Regions from separate parts of the Mus musculus genome. Here region 2 is linked to region 1. A link is a contact called in public capture Hi-C data. All regions are on one chromosome and are shown on one strand. Each heading gives the region's core, a stretch centred on a gene start, on an enhancer-like site or on the middle of the called end of the contact. The rest is flanking DNA. Distances are from core to core; before and after follow the strand shown.

Evidence for each region. Capture Hi-C pulls out chosen DNA fragments and counts their contacts.
Region 2: a capture Hi-C map of embryonic stem cells shows a contact between it and region 1, with 9 times the contacts expected there. The contact joins two enhancer-like sites. A contact is called at or near these places in 1 of 115 datasets of contacts at active chromatin or transcription factors (embryonic stem cells) and 1 of 9 other capture datasets (embryonic stem cells).

Annotation. Positions count from the first base shown.
Region 1 is chr6:94,749,363-94,752,081 of GRCm38.p6, reverse strand. No RefSeq gene overlaps it. Among named protein-coding and RNA genes, the nearest start is that of Lrig1, 51 kb to the right of the region's middle. Within about 2 kb of position 1,336, at least 24 of the 459 cell types and tissues checked have an H3K27ac peak or open chromatin away from gene starts, as enhancers often do. A contact at or near this core is called in embryonic stem cells, where this site is marked.
Region 2 is chr6:97,101,064-97,103,763 of GRCm38.p6, reverse strand. No RefSeq gene overlaps it. Among named protein-coding and RNA genes, the nearest start is that of Tafa4, 42 kb to the right of the region's middle. Within about 2 kb of position 1,258, at least 27 of the 459 cell types and tissues checked have an H3K27ac peak or open chromatin away from gene starts, as enhancers often do. A contact at or near this core is called in embryonic stem cells, where this site is marked.

The DNA.
Region 1 (2,719 bases), core at 87-2,586:
GGTGATGAACAGCAGTATGGAAGTGTAAGCTGAATAAACCCTTTACTCCCCAACTACTTCTTGGTCATGATGTTTGTGCAGGAATAGAAACCTGACTAAGACAGATGTGAAGCCTATTTGGTGAGCCATAACTAAAAATATTTTTAAGACACAGTCTCATGTGGCCCAAGCTGTCTTTGAACTTGTAATGTAGCCAAAGATGACTTTGAATTCCTGATCTGCCTGCCTAAAAATATTTTTAAAGGAAATAGGAGAGCATGGAAGAATAGAGAATATTTTTTTTAAAAAATCATAGTATATAACGCAGTTCATATTTCTAGTAGCTTAGACTTAAAGCCATGGGTCCTGCAGCTGGCACTGCATCTGAAGCCAGGCCTGTACTCAAGTGGTCTTGGCCACTGACCCATCTCTCCAGACCCTGAAATCTCCTTTTTTTTTTTTTTTTTTTTTTTTTTTATAAGATCTTGGGTGGTGTCCATCCTTCTGGTCAGATGACCTCCCCTGGAGACCCTGGAGGGATGCTTAAGAACTGCAGCTTAGTGGATTGCACCCAAACTAAATTCTAGGAAATTCTCGGTGGTACTACCTGCCCAGATGGTGCCTGCTCTGCTTGGAGTTCATATCTGCTCACACTGTAATGCTAATGTAGAATTCTTTTGGGGGATGTTCTATTTATTCTTTTGAGACCTTTTCACATATACTCAACTGGACAAAAACTGGTGTCTTACTTAGAACTTTTTAAGAGTCCATTCCATTTCCATGATTACCGCACGAAGTCACTACTGCCACTGCTCTTCACTACCACAAGGGGCGCTGTTGAAGACTAGTCCCCCACCACAGCTTGCGGATAGAACAGTAGAGGATAGACCCCTAGGTTATCCTTACCAGCCTAGACTCCACATGAATTTCATTGAGTATTGCTCGAGCTTTGCTGTCACAACTATCCCCCCCCGCCCCCCCCCCCCCCGTCGACACTCAAACTTCAATTTTCAGCAACACAAAGGATCCAGGGGAGTTCAGATAGCTGCACCGTAAGCCTAAACCAACTCATCTGTGTTTATTAAATCGGATCGTTAGAACCGATATCCTTAAGGTGGTTTTATTTATTTGAGCGCTGCCTTGCTCTTAGTGAAGCCCTGAGAGAAGATGCAAATTTCTAAAACCCAGAAGCTGGGGGGGGGGGGGGGGCAGATAGAAACAATTTTCGCTGGAGGACCACCTCTTCCCAGGGATCAGATCTACATAACAAAGGGCAAGGGAGCTCTTGGTACACCCCTCAAAAGAACAAAAAGATGTCCTTTACTCTTTTTTTCCAACACAATGGAGCCTATTTACCCCTTCATTTGCATGGAAAAGCCGGCTTTTTCAGGACCTTTTGCTGACTAGCACTACAGAGCCTTTCTAGGCTAATTGAATTTTTGCTTTGTCAACTCTAAACCATTCTACCCCGAGAGCTTCGAAAGTTCAGTTGGCTCCTCAGTACCCAATAGTCAGCCATAAAAGTAAGTCAATGAATTGTAGCCATACTTTTTTAAGTAAGGGGGGGGGGGGGGCTGGAGGCGTGGCACAGTGGTTGCAAGCAGCTCGAATCCCAAAAGCGCAGAAAGTAGGAAGAACAAGAATTTGCACACATTAAAGAATTGATTTTATGCAATGGCTTAGAGACATAATTCAATTGGTGGAGTGCTAGTGAACCATACATGAGGCCGTGGATTTGAGCTCTGTGACTTGCATAATCTACTGGGAAGGTGGAGGCAGGAGGATTAGAAATTCAAGAACCTCCTCTGCTTTAAAGGCCAGTCTAAAATACAGGAGGTCCCATCTCAAGTAATAGTAATAATAATAATAATAATAGATTTGCAGTGTCAGGGGTCAATCCTAGGGACTGACTTCACATGCATTAGGAAAGCATTCTACTATGGGATTAATCCCCAGGACCCCAAAACTGATTGTAAACTATGGTCTAGAATAGGCAGAGCTGCCATGAGATTGCCCACCTTCTTTAGATGTGGAGATTGCCCAAGGCAGACTGTCTAACCTCCACTGCACCTGCAGCACTGGGGACATAGCAATGCACACTGTCAATGTTTATCGAATGCACACCCTGCCCTTGGGTACTTGCCTGTCACCTTCAGATGCCACCTGTCAGCATAGATATCAACTTTTCTTCAGCTTTGCATTCGGTCCTGTTTGTAGACTTTGACGGTTCTTCTGTTTTGTCTAGTAGAACTTAAGCCCCCTGCAGGCAAAAAACACCTCTGATCCCTCTTTGGTGTCTTGGTTTGTCTTTCAGCACTGGAAACAGGAAACCTGGGACCTCAAGAAATGCACTGAGCCACAGAGCTGGTGCTCCACCCCATCCACAGAGAAAGTCTGGGTGTGAAGCTAGCATCTCCTCTATCCCAACTAACTGCTGGAAAGAGATCTTACCAAGAGGTCAGCCCTGAGCCTCCCTAATTACCTCTCAGCTGATCCAGAAAAGCACTGAAGAGCAGGGCACATTGAATAAGCAACATGATAAAAGCCAATAAGACTTTTAATTTTCATGAAAAGTTAAAAAATCAAAGTATACAGAAAGATTCAGCTACACTGGGCTGGAGAGGTGGGTCAGTGGTGAAGAGCACTGATGGCTCTTCCATAGGACCCAGGTTCAGTTCCCAGCACCCATATGGTAGGTAACAATGGTCTGTGAGTCCAGTTCCAGAGGCCCAATGCCTTC
Region 2 (2,700 bases), core at 9-2,508, 2.4 Mb before region 1:
ACGTACTATACACTGCACTTCAAGTGATCAGTTTTTTTAAGGTACATGAATATGGTGAGGTGAGAATCCTCTTGGACAAGTGACACGACCTCCTTCTGGGGAAGAGGACAGTAGGCAGTGTCTTTGGTGTGCAGTTCCTCCAGTCAGTTGTACCTTAGTATATGCATATACATATTTGTATGTGTATGTGTGTGTATGTGTATGTGTGTGTGGGGGGGTGTGCACATGTGTGTGGAAGCCAGAGAGCACGTCAGATGTTCTTCCCCCGCTATTCCCCACCCCCTTTGAGACAAGGTATCTCATTGAACCTGGAGTGCATCCGTTAGGCGAGGCTGGGTGCTCAGTGAGCTCTGGGCATCTCCTTGTTTCTATCTTTCCAGTGCAGGGATTACAAGTGCAAGGCCAAGTGTGTTCAGTTTTTCTGTGGAGTCCTAGGATCAAATGCAGGTCTTCATGCTTGCAAGGCAAATGTTTTACTGACTGAGCGGTCACGCAGCCCTCTGCTGCATGTTGCTGGTTGAACTAACTCAGGTGTGTTAGCTGGTCCCTGTTAATGAGTGCGGATAAATAGACGGGCCAAGACCTGGTTGATATGGAGACTATAGGATGTACTGTGTGGCTTCTGCTGGGTGTGTTTTTCACTTGACAAAGAGATTGCCAAAGTCCTTCTGCGAAGTCTATGCACCCTTCTTGTATGAGGTCAATTATAAGCCACTTGTCAAGTATCCTCTAGACCATTTGTATGTTCAGGTTATGAACTGAGGAGTCCAAATAAACAAACAAACAACCACCACTAACAGCACTGATAGCAGCATCACCAGCCCTGGAGTGTTATTGCCAAACCACACTCACTGAAACCAAGGGTGCGGGACCTGGGCTGTCTCCTCCACTTTTAGTGTCATCCTGATTGATATAGCCGCAGTGACATCAGCTGATTCTATCACAGGACCAGTATGGGCAAAAGGAAATTGTAGCATATTGAGAAATCTGCAAACTAAATTGCTAGGGCGCTAAAAAGAATTTGAATCGTGCACAGTTTTGGGCAGAGATCTAAGCTGTGTGCAGCGTTAGCCAGAGAAATTAGGCCGGTTTGATGAATGTCCACTGGAAGACAATTGGCTCATAGGAGATGAAGTTAAAGGTGACTCTTGCAAGTCCCAGAAGCAAACCCAAAGTTAAAGTGGTATAGACATGTAAATAAGGCAGATGACAGACCAGAATGAGAGCGGACAAGGGCTGCATTGAACAGACCCAAGGCAAGGCAGCCAAAGGCCAGCATTAGCATTTGAAAGGCAGCCGAGGAGGGAAAGGGAAGACCAGACAGAAGTCCCAGCTCCACCCCTGAAAACCCGCAGACTGGTGAGGCAGGTGGGAAGTGACTGAAAGCGGAAAGCCAGTTCTAATTCACAGTTAGAGCACTTCCACAATGATAGAAAAATGTAAATGTCCTGGGAAAATATCTTCGTCTACGTATCATTTTTCAAAACTCCAGGTAATATTCTACAGCATTCAGGGAGGGAATTGACTCAAGACGCTTCAAGAGAGAGGTGTTTATGGATGGGCTCCTGGGGGCAGGGTGGAGGGGGTCCTCCTCCGGTTTATGAGGATGTCATGACATCTGCTTTCCTGTAAGACTAGAAGACTCGATGATGGAGCGCCTCTGATCTTTGCTCTGTCCTGTCGGGCTTCTCTATGCAAATCAATTCCGGGCAGGAGTCACTTTGTAACCCTATCATATTTACCGTTTACTTGATACTCTGGTCCAGGATTGCCTTGTTTTTGCAATTCAAATAACAGAGTATGGGAAAGAAAAGTTTTATAGTGGATGCTTTTTGGTGCAAATAATAAATCCAGAGAGCAAAGGAATAAGATAACACCTAGGAAGAGGTTCCCACCCTCCACAGCTGTGAAAGAGACAGTATCTGCCCCTCTCTCCTCCTGCTGCTACCCACGTTGGTGCAACCGGAACTAAACAAACCCTCTCACCAGGGGATCCTGCAAAAGGGTACTGACGGTGGAAAGTGGCCGGGAGACAGGAAACGGGAGCAAAACAGCTAGCTGCCTTTTGAGCATGGTCCGAGGTAGACTCCATAAGCATCGGCTCTTAAGGCTTTTATGTCTCTGCCCAGTGTCAGAGGTAGATTCCATTCTTTTGAGCAGGAAGAAATCGATTTCCCTTAATGGACCTCAAGAGACCCGCGATATCCATCCTCAGTGGGCCCCAAAACTACTGTATAATGTCCCATTCAAGAGATTCCCCCAAAGTAATTTAGGAGATGTGCTGTTGGGATTAGAAACATTTCCACCACAAAAATCCAGAGATCAAATTCCAAAGCTGCTCACCAGAAGGGATTAATGTCTGGACTGGAGTTACAGGGACAGCCTTAAATACAGAGTCCGGGCAGCTGTGCTCATTTAAGAGAGGAGATATAGGAGCTCAGAGCTCCAGGCTGGGATTCATGGCCACTAGCCAGGACAGAACCAGGACGTTTCACAATTATGGCCAGAGTCACTACACCCAATGTCTATCATGTCTTCATCATAACCTCAGTGGCTCCTGGTTTTACTTTATTGTATTATAATTTTATCCACAGCTTCACCAGAGTCACATGTCAGAAGGAAAGAGAAAAGGGGGGGGGGAGTTTCATGGAAACTTTGGGGGCATGTAATTTAAAGCCACCAAACTAGTGTTGGCTAATA